Linked DNA regions of Mus musculus: region 2 is linked to region 1. The links are chromatin contacts, called in public Hi-C maps. All regions are on one chromosome and are shown on one strand. Each heading gives the region's core, a stretch centred on a gene start, on an enhancer-like site or on the middle of the called end of the contact. The rest is flanking DNA. Distances are from core to core; before and after follow the strand shown.

The links. Hi-C and Micro-C count contacts between places; a contact is called where the count stands out from the background.
Region 2: a contact with region 1 is called in a Hi-C map of B cells, with 6 read pairs. The contact joins the promoter of Smim12 here to the promoter of Cdc20 in region 1. A contact is called at or near these places in 2 of 484 Hi-C or Micro-C datasets (B cells and muscle stem cells).

The regions. Positions count from the first base shown.
Region 1 is chr4:118,434,814-118,441,653 of GRCm38.p6, forward strand. Cdc20 (cell division cycle 20) reads right to left here and starts at 2,530. Exons shown (of 10, transcript NM_023223.2): 1 at 2,128-2,530; 2 at 1,881-2,029; 3 at 1,697-1,793; 4 at 1,447-1,575; 5 at 1,156-1,352; 6 at 964-1,058; 7 at 660-888; 8 at 1-63. The coding sequence starts at 2,308.
Region 2 is chr4:127,240,485-127,247,324 of GRCm38.p6, forward strand. Smim12 (small integral membrane protein 12) reads left to right here and starts at 3,300. Exons shown (of 2, transcript NM_030252.2): 1 at 3,300-3,414; 2 at 6,419-6,840. The coding sequence starts at 6,424. The coding sequence ends at 6,702.

The DNA of each region.
Region 1 (6,840 bases), core at 1,280-3,779:
CCGGTCACTGGTTCCTCCTCCTGTTGCCAGGATATTGGACTGCCAGGGACACCATGCCACAGCCTGGGTGGAATGGATAAAGGCTGGGTCAGGTCAACAGAGAGGCAGAAGCAGCCCTACGTGTAAAAGAACTGAGCTTTTCCATGCCCTCCTTTCCCTTGAAATGGCACAGAAACCTGGAATATGTATTAAAGAGCTTCTTGCACTATAGCTGGGCAGGGTTCTCATCTATTCTAACCCAGCTCTGATGCCTAACACCCAGCACCTGCCCTGTAACCTGACATCTCCGTCTCGCCCTGGCTGCTCCTCCTCCACCATCTCCTGGAGACTCCCTCCTGGTGACCTCACCTCTTTTCCCACCCATCTTAAACTCTCCTCCCCAGCTACAGGTTGATCAGCTCTTTATTAGCCAATCAGAGGTGATAACAATTTTCAAACAACTCCAAGACAGGAGCTGCTTCAATAATCGTGACGATGCTGGAAGGCACCCAGCTCTCTGGGCACAGTAGTCATCATCTATTATGAATACTCAGTGGACAAAACCATCTCTCAACTCTAAGTGTCACAATTAAACTCAACCCCGCCTTGTCCTCTCCTCTTAGTAGTCCCTCGTTTATAGCTGAGTGTCTGTAAAGACCTCAGCTCAAATGCTTTCTCACCTTGACAGCGCCTTGATGTTGAGTGAATGTTTGCAGGGGAGCCCATCCACTTTCTCCAGGACCACTAGGCCACACGTTGACAATGTTATCATTGCCACCACTTGCCAGATGTCGTCCATCTGGGGCCCAGCGAAGCCCACATACTTCCTGGCTATGGCCACTCAGTGTGGCCACATGGTGTTCTGCTACCCGAACATCATGGTGGTGGATGTGGCCAGACCGTGAACCACTGAGAGAAGAAGAGATTTAGTTCCGGATGGCAGAAACCGGAAAGGTTCTGCTATAGACTGGGAAAAACACCGACCTGGATAGGATATAGCTGTTCCAACTGAGGGAGCTTACTCGAGCGGAGTGACTGGTCATGTTTCGAAGTCGTTTCTGCTGCTGCACATCCCAGAGCTGCAGAGGAATGACCACAGGGTCACAGATGTAAGGTGGGCAAGCTCCCCCCTGAGCCCAGTGACCACAGAGCCACAATACAGGCAACCAGGCTCACCTGGACCTCAGCATTGCTGGTGCCTACAGCTAGGTAGTTGCCCTCCTTGATCCAGGCCACCGAGGATATGTAGTCTCCAGGCTGCTCCATTTGCAACAACTGCAGGATGTCACCAGAACCAGCGTTCCATAAGTACACACTGTTGTCCAGTGCCACAGCCAATACATTTCCAGAGCTCCAATCTACAAGATTCAGGTCTGCCAGGGGAAGGAAGAAAACATGAGGTCCTTTGTTGGACTGGTCCATTCCTAGGCCATCTTTCTCCATCCGCAAAGACAACAGTGCACTCACAGTAGTCATTCCGGATTTCGGGGGCATCAAGGATCCTGTCTGGCAGAGAAGGGATGTATCTGCAAGTCTTCCTGCTGGAGCCAGGCGTGGCTTTCTGACTGTACAGTACTTTCAGTCTGTTCTGGTAGCCTGTGGCAAGAGAGTGGGTCTAGACTTGGAAACTGATACCCATCCACATGTGGAAAAGCAGCCACATGTCTCCCCTTAGGAAGGACTGACACCAGCCTCGATGATGTCACTCACTCCTTACCTTCTGGGGCATTCTGAGGTTTGCCGCTGAGCCTGAGGATCTTGGCTTCCTCCACATCAAAACCGTTCAGGTTGAGAGACCAGGCTTTCTGATGCTCCTGAAATACACGGCAAGTGAGGGGAGGAAGACCGGTATCAGCCAGGGGACAGACACCTCAAGTCTCATGACCCCTGTGGAATCATACCTTTTTGGTGGGCGTCCCCCTGTCTTCCGGCTGGTTTTCCTTGCTTAAGAGGAAGCTGGCCACCTCCATTTGAGAAGCACTGCGTTGGGGGATAAAGCGGTCACCTCCAGGTTTGCTAGGGGTGGTCTGAACCTTGGAACTAGATTTGCCTGGGGGCAGGGAGAGAGAAGTCAGACAGCCTGACGAGGCTCCCGGAGGGAGCATGAAGACGGACTCTCAGCGATTCCAGCTCCCTCCACCCACTCACCAGGAGTTCGGCCCGGGGTCCGCCCGGCGCTGTGTGATCTGTTGGCGGCCCGCATGGGCGAGGGGGCTGGGCCTGTGGCTTCCTTTGCTTTGCGCTGCCAGCGCGCAACCGGGGCATTGGGGATGGGTGCGTCCAGTTGAAGCAGTGAGTGCAAATCGCTCTCGAACACGAACTGCGCCATGGCACCGCTACCGGGGCGAAAGGCGACCAAGCGCGATCCTCGCCGGGCTCCTGGGCTCCGCCTGCCACAGCTCGCAGCAGCCCGGTCCCTCTCCGTACTCAGCTCTCCCGAACACAAACCCCCAGCTCCTCGCAGCGCGTCAGTGCGCCTGCCGAACGCGTTCTTTTCCAGACAAGCTAAGGACACGCCGGACTGTTGTTCTTAAACTCTCCGCTGCTAGCGTTCATTGGCTCCTTCAAAACCCAACTGTCTTAACCGTCGCCCTTGCCGATTGGTCGCTACACTGAAGAGGGCCGGGTCTTCCGGGAGCAAATCTCACGAGAGTGCGACGACCAAGCATTTGGAAGGAAATCCCGAACCCATCTCTGGGAGCCTTCGTCCCTGCCCGAATCGGAGCCCGAATCGGAACACGGGGGCGGGTCCCGCACAGTTAGTCCTCGGGATCCGCTCTCTGCCGGCCATCTCTCTGGGTTGGGCCCGGCAGTTAGAGCATCTGGGAATCTTTGAAAGGTCACATCGAAGCCTGTGGGTGGTACTTAGGTCACACGTTCACACATACACACATTCTCTCTCTCTCTCTCTCTCTCTCTCTCTCTCTCTCTCTCTCTCTCTCTCTCTCTCTCTCTCTCACACACACACACACACACAGAGAGAGAGAGAGAGAGAGAGAGAGAGAGAGAGAGAGAGAGAGAGAGAGAGAGAAACTCAACCTCAACCCGGAGGACCCAGTTGGTTAGAGACGGTGGGGAGGTGGCAGTCTGAATGGGGAGGGCGCCTGAAACCCTGCTAGGAAGGAAGTATGCGGACCAGTGTGGGGTTCTGCAAACACAAAGTGAGAGGAAGGGGTGTGTGTGTCAAAACAATGATCAGAATTCCAGCCTTTCGTCGTGAAGATTAGGTTAGGCTGTTCTTGGGGACATCACATCCTGTGGAGGACTCCCGTGGGACTTAGGATTCTTCAGAGACCTAGAGATCTCCTTACCCCCGTTGCACATAATCTGCCAGAGCGACACCCATTTTGTTTGTTTCAGACAAGGGTCTCACTATGCAGTCCGGGCTGGCCTGGAATTCACCTTGTAGAAAAAACTGCCCTGGATCTCAGAGATGCGGTGGAATTTAAGGCGTGTGCCACCACGCTGGGCCAAGAACCTGGTTATGCTGATAGAAAAACCAAGGTGCAATACAAGAAATTAGCCCAAGGTCATAAAAAGAGGTTGGTAAGAATCCAGGTCTGGGGCCTGGAGAGATGCCTCAGTTAGAACTTCTTGCTCTTCCACGGGAAGAAAATTTGGTTTTGTCAGGCAGCGCACAACTACCTCTAACTCCAGCTCCAGGGCATCGATGCCCTCTTATGGAACCAGCATACAGATGGCACACAAACACACCCCTCCTCCCCGATAAAAATAAATTATTTTAAAGCGGAAAGGAGGTTAGAAAGATGATGGCTTAGCTGTTATCGCTAGATGCTCTTCCAGATTACCTAGGGTTCAGTTCCCGGCGCCCAATATAGGTATTCAAGATCTATTACTGTAGTCCCAGGGGATCCAGTGCCTTCCCTGGCCTCTGCCAGCATCAGGTGTGCATGAGGTATACAGACATAGATGTAGGCAAAACACATACACACTTTAAAAAAAAAAAAGTGGCCCTTTGATCTCTGCACCCACAGCGCACCTCTTCCTTCTGGTGACAATAAAAAACATTAAAAAAAAAAAAAAAAAGCGCCGGGCGTGGTGGCGCACGCCTTTAATCCCAGCACTTGGGAGGCAGAAGCAGGCGGATTTCTGAGTTCGAGGCCAGCCTGGTCTACAAAGTGAGTTCCAGGACAGCCAGGGCTACACAGAGAAACCCTGTCTCGAAAAAAAAAAATAAATAAATAAATAAATAAATAAATAAATGGCAGACTCTGAATTGGTCAGTCTAAATTCTTTTTTCAAAAAAAAAAAAAAAAAAAAAAAAAAAAAAAAAGCGCCAGGCAGTGGTGGAGCACACCTTTAATCCCAGGACTTGGGAGGCAGAGGTAGGTTGATCTCTGAGTTCGAGGCCAGCCTGGTCTACAAAGTGAGTTCCAGGACAGCCAGGGCTATACAGAGAAACCCTGTCTCGAAAAACCAAAAACAAAAAAAGGAAGGATCTAGGATCTAGGTGACTCCCATTTAGTGCAGGGCTTTAGTGACTTACATGAATATGCACAAAGGTAAAACAACATTAATACAAATAATAATTACTAGTTGATCATCTGCTAACTACTGCATTAAAACAGTTTACGTACATATTTTGGAAACACACTCTCATGTAGCCAGGCTGGCCTTGAACTCCACATAGTTTAGGAAGACCTTGAACTTTTTAAGATTTATTTTATTATTATATGTAAGTACACTATAGTTGTCTTCAGACACTCCAGAAGAGGGAGTCAGATCTTGTTACGGGTGGTTGTGAGCCACCATGTGGTTGCTGGGATTTGAACTCTGGACCTTCGAAAGAGCAGTCAGGTGCTCTTACCCACTGAGCCATCTCACCAGCCCTTCTTTTTCCTTCTTCTTCTTTTTTTTTTTTTTTTTTTTTTTTTTTTTTTTTTTTTTTTTGAGACAAGGTTTTGTGTAGCACTGGTTGTCCTATAACTCACTGTGTAAACCAGGCTGACCTCGAACTCAAATGTGTCTGCCTTCGGAGTGCTGGGATTAAAGGTGTGTGTCACCACATCTGGCAAGTTTACTGATCTCAAGGCAGATAGCAAACTGCCTTAATTTTACGTAATCCCAACACTTGGGAGGCAGTGGCAGGTGGTTCTCTGTGAGTTCCAGGACAGGTAGGGCTATGTAATAGAGGGACCCCGTTTCAAAAAACAAACAGAAAGAAATTGGGTCCGAATGAGGTAAGAGATGTTAACAAAGGCACAGCATTGTAGTCACAGCAATATGCTGCCTAGTAAGGAGTTGGAAGACGCTCAGTCCTTAGCCTAAGATGAACTCTGATGACGGCAGGGTCTTCAGCTGTTAGCCACACTCACTGTAGTTTCTCTGAAACTACACTTGTCTTTCTTCCCTTTCTTTCTTTTTTTTTTTCCTTTTCTTTTTTTTTTTTTTTTTTTTTTTTGGTTTTTTGAGACAGGGTTTCTCTGTATAGCCCTGGCTATATTTCTCTGTATATCCTAGAATTCACTCTGTAGACCAGGCTGGCCTCGAACTCAGAAATTCGCCTGCCTCAGCCTCCTGAGTGCTGGGATTAAAGGTGGGCGCCACCACACCCGGCGTTCTTTCTTCCATTTCCAATTGCCTTGGAAAACTAGAGATTTAATGTTCTCCAATTCCTCAGTGAGTTCCTGAACCTCAGAAAACAGAAAAGGGGAGCCTAATGTTAATGTTATGGAGTTTGGCTTTTATCTGCCAGGAACTGTGGGAACAGTGGAGGTTCCTGTCAAGTGGTTTTCAACTTCTGGACTGAAAGAACTTTTAAGACAGTGCAGCTACAGGAGACATGTGCATTGGAAAGTGTGCATGCCTGAAGCCCAGCAGTCAGCCAGAGGTGGATGTAGAGTCGAGACCTTGCCACTAAAAGAAAAAAGTGAACCTGACAATTAAGATATAACAGAGACAAGGGATCTGGCCACTTGAACATCGAGTCACTGGAGACTTTGGGGAGAGGATAAGGACAATGAGCCCATGGGGTTTGTTTCAAAGGGCGTGCAGAAAGCAAGCCAGATGTGGAGTCTGCGAGCTCACCTGTGAGCCCGGCCTCTGAGCCAAAACAAAATGATGACACTATTCACTTTCATTCTTTATCAAAACATGGCCAGTAATAAATATAAATGACAATATAATAATAGTGATAATAATAATAATAAAGAAAATTTATTTTGGATGGCTGCAGCAAAACACACCGGGTATAAGGCTCCTTACTTCAATTTTTGCACATTCCACCCGGCTCTCAATTATTTCCATACACTGTCTCTTAGCTAGTGGCTCTTCACTGATGACAGTTTCTTCAGCAATGTCTGTTGCTGGTACTATCAATACTTGCTGTCCATCGGGCATCGTCACAATGATGGGCTGACCCATCCCACTGGTTGGTATGGAGGGTAAATTCCCCAGCTGGATTCCATCAAGTACCAAAAGATGGGTGCCCTAGAGAACCGATATACCCATTGCCTCACAATGCTGAGGCTACAAGTGCCAGACCAAAAATGGTAGAGGGTGGTTCTCTTGGAGGTCTCTGAGGGAGAATCCGGTTCATGCTTCTCAGACTCCTGTTGGTTTGATGGTAGTTCTTGGTTTCTGACCATCTTCACTTGGCTTTCTTTCTCCTTCCCCCATCAAGGTCTGAAATCCTCCCTTCCCCCCTAAGAGTACCAACCATAGTGACTCATTTTAACTAATTTTGAATGTAATAACCCTGCTTTAAAAAAAAATCACAGTTGAGGTACTTGAATTTAAGATTTCAAAGTGGGGGCTGGTGAGATGGCTCAGCGGTTAAGAGCACTGACTGCTCTTCCAAAGGTCCTGAGTTCGAATCCCAGCAACCACATGGTGGCTCAC
Region 2 (6,840 bases), core at 2,050-4,549, 8.8 Mb after region 1:
ACATACAGCCATGTAGGCAAAATACTCATACACACAAAATAATAAATCTTCAAAAAAGCACTAACCACCAATAAAATGACAGCAATAACAACAACTAGTTGTGGTGAGGCCTGGTTGTAATCCCAGCACTTTGGAGGCTGAGGCAAGAAGATTGCAACGAGTTCAAGGCCAGTGTAGACCACACAGCAAGACTGATTCAAAAGGGGTCCGAAGAGATGGCTCATCTGTTAATAGCACTGGCTATTCCCAGCACCTACATGATGGCTTATAACTGTCTGTAACTCCAGGTCCAGGGGATCCAATGACCTCTTCTGACCTCCATGGACACTAGGGATGCATGTGGTGCACAGACATACATGTAGGCAAAACATTCATAATTTTAAATAACATTTAAAACAACAAAGAAAATGACTATCTTGTAAAAAAAAACAAAAACAAAAACCACAAACACAAAAAGCTGCCAACACACACCTGTCATCGCAGCTGGAGGCCTGAGGATCAGATGTTCAAGGCCAGTGTGGATTGTATGAGACTCACCTGTCCTTAGAACGAACAACACACGGACCTGCACCTGGTGGTGAAGGCCTTCTTCCTGAATTCCCCCCATGCTGGAAAGCAAGCGGAAGAGGGGGAGCTGAGGGGTGACAGACAGCCTTTTGCAATCTCATCCATAGATTTGGGGTCCTTGTGGCCTGGTCACTTTTAAATATGCTCCAACCTCTTTGCATGGTTACAAAGGTAGCTAGCTTTCCTGTTTCTAACAGGAACAGATATCCATCTGCTGAACAGTGAGTTTGGGAAAGCCATGTGAACTGTCTTACTTGCATAGGAGACATGGGAGGGAGGATACCCACTTCCAGTCAAGGGACTAGTGTGGGCAAAGACTTGGAAAGATGACCGAGTTCTGAATGATTGGAGAAGAAAGCTAGAACTAGACAGGGCAGCCCAGGATGGATGGCATGGTCAGAAGGGATCAGTGGCTAAGCTGGGGACTCCATTGTTGTATTTAGATTTTAAAGGGTCCTTTGGCCAAAGGAACGGGCATGGCAGTGGGGGGCAGTTGAGGGGTGGGGAACTGCTAAGATGGTCCAGGGAAGAAATGATGGTGTTGATTTTGAGGGGCAGTTAGAAGCACAGGTGAGGTAGACTGGATCTGGGGAGTGACAAAATGGGCCAACTTGAAGATATTACTCGGAATTTTTTTCCATTTGTGAAGTAATGCCTCGGATGAACCTTGCAGAAAGAAGCAGGAATCTGGGGGAATCTTAACATGACAAGAAGGATTCATTACCAAACACTCATTGAGCAAATGCCAAGAGGTGTGGCAAGCGCTATCTGCACACTAGCGTGATTTACAACAGCAACCCTAGAGGATGTCTTAAAGGTTTTTATTCCTTTTATTTATTTGTGTGTGGGTGTATGCTCACAAGCCACAGACCCTATGGGGAGTTCAGAGGACAACTTTCAGGAGTTGAGAGTCTCCTTCAACCATGTGGGTCCTGAGGATTAAACTCAGGCCATCAGTTTGGTGGCAAATACCTTTATCTGCTGAGCCATCTGGCCAGTCCTAGGGTATTTTCTTACTGGTTTTTTTTTTTTTTAAATACAAATAGGTCTATAAGATGGTACTGTGGTTAAGGAACACACCACTCTGCAGATGAGCCTAGCTTGGTTCTCAGCATCCATGTCTGACAGCTCATAAACTCCTGTGTGTCTGACGCCCTCTTCTGACTTCCATGGGTGCCTACATTCATTGCACCCCCCCCTTACACACACATAATTAAAATCATTTTTAAAAGGTTATAAATATATTTTCTCAGATTAGCAGGCCACAGAGTCAAGATTTGAATTAATTAAACAACTAATTCCAGTGTTTGGTATTTTACTTTATTTTTAGACAGGGTCTCAGCTTGTAGTTCTGTGTGATCTGGAAGTGCTAACTGACTCCTTTAATTGATATAGGATCTTGGTGTAGAGCCAAGGCTGGTCTTGCGCCTCAGGACTTCTCAATGCTGTCATTTCCACTTTAGCTGGGGATTCTGTGCTTACCCAGGTCTGCTGGAGGGAACTTCTAGTCACTATTAAGATCCAGCTTAGGGATCTGTCCTTCCAGGGAACCTCCACTCATTCTTCTTGTATGGACGGACAGTGTCCTCTGTTATGACACTGTGTGGGTCTTCCTGTTTCTTCTCCATCCAGGAAACTACGGAGGGCAGTCCCCATTTGTATCGCCAATGTCTAGCTTGTAGAATGGCTAAATGCCAGCCTGTGTTCTAGACTGTTCTGATCTCTTCCCACAGATTCAATGCACAAGTAATCAAGGTCTGATAATCACGGTTGCTAATTTCTGGCAGCTTCTTCCTCCCCATCTTCGCTGTCAGGCTTAGCTTTGGGCTCTTTGATCTAAAAGAGGAAGAATCTCTAACTTGACAGTACAGTCTTGAAGACGCTTCCTGTGAGAGTACCCGTGACCTTGAGAAATGGCTCACTGCTAACTTAAGGGAAGCTGGGTAGACTTAAGGGAAGCTGGGTAGAGCACTCCAGGTAGATGAAAGAACATGGACACACAGGCTTCAAACGTTGATTTTTAGCATGCTATTAGTGGGAAGGAGACTGGTCAGGTTGAGAGCAGTGTGGGCAGGTTGAGAAGGCAGGACTATGGTAGTCCATTAGAGAGCTTGGGGTGTGAGGCTTTTTCTTATATGTGATAAGTATAATTCCGCTCAGGGACAGGGGAAACATGGAGGAAGGAGAGTGAGTACTTGCGATCAGAGGGTCTTGGTACTTTCAGCAATTTGTAGACTCACTAACGCTACAATCTAGTTCCCTGCGAGATGTGTGCCTGGCACAGTATTTTACAAACAAGATGTTATCTAACCCTTGCAACATCCCTGCTGAAATGGAAGGTTTTAACGCTATGCAGAAGAATTGAGGCTCAGATTAATTAATGATGTTCCCAAGGACACACAGCCTGAAAGCACAGATCCCAAGAAGATTGAAAGTACTAGGTTATTCTCTGCTACGGGAGCTTCTGGAGGTCAGGGGTTGGGTTTTCGGTTTCAGTAATATCCGACCTAGGTAAGTCTCGGAAGACACCTAATGAACTTCATTTGGATCAATGAAAGCTGACTATTCTTTTTTCTTCTTCACAAGCATGTGGCAACGTCACAGGGGAGCCTCCGAGCCGTCAGGGGGCGCTATACTATTCTGCGTTTAGTCCAACGCAGGGTCGGGTGCCTGGCTTCCTTTCTTCTGTAGCTGGCTGGAGCTCAGCCAATCGCTGCTCTCCGAGAGATGCCAGTGGGCGGGGCCTCGGGCGCGCCCCGCGGGCCACTGGGAACCTCGGCGTCCCTGTTGCTCCCGGCTAGCGGGCGCAGCGCGGGACCTGTCCGGGGTGTGCGGGCTGGACCGCAGGTGAGTTCCCAGGGCTGAGGGCACTTCGCTTCCCAGGATCGCTGGCCCCCAGTCCCACGGGAACGGCTCCTCCTAGTTGAGGGAGCGATGGTTTCCGTGACCCGCTCGGCCTCGGCCAGCTTTTGGTGGCCGAGTGTGGACTGTGGTCAGATCTCGTCCGCCTCAGGCCCCTGCAGGCCGAAGGGTGACGAAGCCACGCGTGTGGCGTGACTGGACAGGGAACAGGAGCTGATGACCCGAACCTCACTGGCGCTCCCATCCCAACTTGGCTGGCTGTCAAGGCTGATGGTTTCACCTTCTCGGACCTCCTACGACTGCTCTCATTTGGAGAGCTTCCGGTGGGCTCAGGCACTGGGACAGGTTTCCTGGCGGCCCGGTTGACCTGTACCTGGAGCCTTTGGCTGGCGCCCCTGCGTGTCGGGCTGGAAATAGGCGTTGCAGTATTTGGGAAACACTTGTGCTACTTACATTTTGATACCTTCGGGATGACTTCATGAAGTCTAGCTGCTTATGATCATATCCCTATACCCCTTTGTGAGTGCGGGTGGAAGGCTGCTGTAGTCTTCCATAAACAAAGCAACATGTTTATGCTGCCTGTCATTCATTCGACCAACAAACTTTTTTAGCTCTTTGCTAGGGAGGATAGCAAGGGTGGGAAGAGGCACAGAGCATAGGACGATCCGGACATCCTTAGTTCTTAACCTTGTGGAGCTCCAGGGTGTTTTGAGAGCTGTAGACAGGTAGGGTAGGCCCACATAGCTTACCGAAGAGAAGGTTGTGTTGTATACATGGATGACTGGAATTCGGACAAGAGCACATAGAACTTGGGCTTTCTATGTACAAGAGTAATACTCATAGACTGGTGCTTGATATGCCCGCCCTAAGACAAATTGGAAAATTGAGAGTCTCTACCCAGGAATTGTATAAAGGACTTGCACTTGGTGTGGACCTGTGATCACAAGCACTTGGCACTGGAAACAGGAGCGTCGGCAGATCAAAGTTATCCTTAGCTACTTTGAGGGTTTGAGGCCAGGCTGGGTGCCATGAGAACCTGTCTTAAAAATAAAAACAAGCCCAACGGTGGTGGCACATGTCTTTAATCTTGGCACTAAGGAGGCAGAGGCAGGCCAGTCCAGTCTCTGAGTTTGAGGCCAGCCTGGTCTACAGAAGGAATCTGAATGGCAGGGCTACACAGGGAAACCCTATCTCAAAAAACCAAAACCAGCTGACCAAACAAACCCCAAAACTTAAAACAGAAAATAGAACGAAGTACTGAGTTAAAAATAGAATGGAGGATTGAGTTTGGGGTTCTTTGGAGCTTCCCCTCTTTGTTAATGTGTACATTGTAAGGTTTCTCGGATCTCATGATATAACTTCAGAGCTCAGAAGGAAGGAAGACTTTCAGTGTAATGAAAAGCCAAGCTAATGGGGAGCTGTAGGAGGCCCTCCACACATCTAGGGTGTGAACGGACACCATGCATACATCTGCAGAGTGTTCTTTCTGCTAGAAAAAAAGCCCAGGCTTGGCCTCAGACCAGCGGGCCTGCCACTTGTATGATTTTGGCAAGCTGACACAGTGTCTTTGAGCCACTATGGCCTTGGACAAGAATCTGGGCTCCTCGTTCCTACATCATAGAGATGTGAGGGTCAGGCGATGACCAGGGGAGATATGGTAGAGCATAGGGCATGGTGTCAGGTCAAAGGAGCAGGAAGAGAAACTTGAATCTTGCTGCAGTTCTTTGCCTTTGAAGGTCCATGTGTAGTGTCAGGCCCACAAGACACCCAAGTTCCCCCAAAGAGAATAAAAGGGGGAAATGAGGAGCCTTCAAATCTTCCATGAGGTCTGGATGTCTCACCGTAGAGCCGAGAGAGAGAGAGAGAGAGAGAGAGAGAGAGAGAGAGAGAGAGAGAGAGAGAGAGGTGTTGGAGAAACAGTTATGGAAGCATAAACACGGGCAAGTGACTCCATGCTGATGACTAAGGCGAGCATGTGAACATTGGAGAACACTGTGTGTGTGAAGTGCTTAGCCCAGGGCCCAGCTTGGAATAAGCACTCAGTAGATGGTGGTAGCTTGCATTATTACATTCATTGCCAGCAGCCTTTTATGATTGTAACGGTAATTAAATAATGGTATAAATAGTAATTTAATAGTGGTAATCATTTGTGACTAAGTGGCCATTTGAGTGTGTAGGTTTGCATATTACTTTGGTGTTTCATTGCAGGAGGCCCTAGGGGCAGCTCTACAGTTTTTGTTTTTGTTTTTGTTTTTGTTTTTTTTTTACAGCATTTTCCACGGGGACTTTTTAAGTATTAGGGTTCTGGGGCATCTGGAATACTGTATTCATTTGTGATGTTTTCAGGGACTTGCTGTGTAAGCATGAGGATGTGAATGGTTGCAGGTCGTATATTTTGAAGTTGTTTTGATCAAGATTTGTTAACTATAGGTTATTATTAGGAAAGCCAAGGCCAGAATAGAGTTACAAAACAAAACAAAACCCTATCCATCTTAGGTCAGAATAGTTAGGTAATAGATCATAGTTAAATAAGGCCCTTGTGCTTTCCCCCAGGAGAAGGAACTACTTATCATCAGGGAGCCAGAATTCAGAGTGAGGCTGTGTGAAGTTTTATAGAGCAGAGAAAAGACTTCTTTTCTCTTCCTAAGATGTTGACAGATATCTGGAAGAGAGGACCTGAGGTCATACCAGGTTGGAAGAGCCATTAATTAGGCTTGGAGTTTCCTTGTGAGGGGCATATGCACACAGTAGCACTAGTTCGTAGAGGTTTTTACCCCCGTCCCCAACAGTCGAATCTTTTGCAACTTCTTAGAGTATTTCGGGGACCCAACTGTTGCACAGAGCACAGTGGCTGCTTGCTGCTCTGCAGGGTGGCTGCCCAGTTATTAGTTGCCAGGCTGCCTGGTAAGTAGAGCACCTATGTGCTGTCCGCACGTGCTAGAAGAGGAGGCACCCATGTCTCCCTAACGCTCTCTGTATTCTTCTGCAGATGTCATGTGGCCTGTGCTTTGGACCGTGGTGCGAACCTATGCCCCCTATGTCACCTTCCCTGTGGCCTTTGTGGTCGGGGCTGTGGGCTACCACCTGGAATGGTTCATCAGGGGAAAGACTCCTCAGCCTGTGGAGGAGGAGAAGAGCATCCTGGAGCGCCGAGAGGACCGAAAGCTGGATGAGATGCTAGGCAAGGACCACACTCAGGTGGTGAGCCTTAAGGACAAGCTAGAATTTGCCCCTAAAGCAGTCCTGAACAGAAACCGTCCAGAGAAGAACTAATGGAGGGCCCAGGTCCCTGTGGTGCACAGGGATATGCCATGTCCTGCCGCCATGTCGACCCAGCTTCAGAACACACATCTGATTTGCTTTGCTGCTCACTCCGGCCCCCTGAGCACCCACAGCCACTCGTGTACTGGC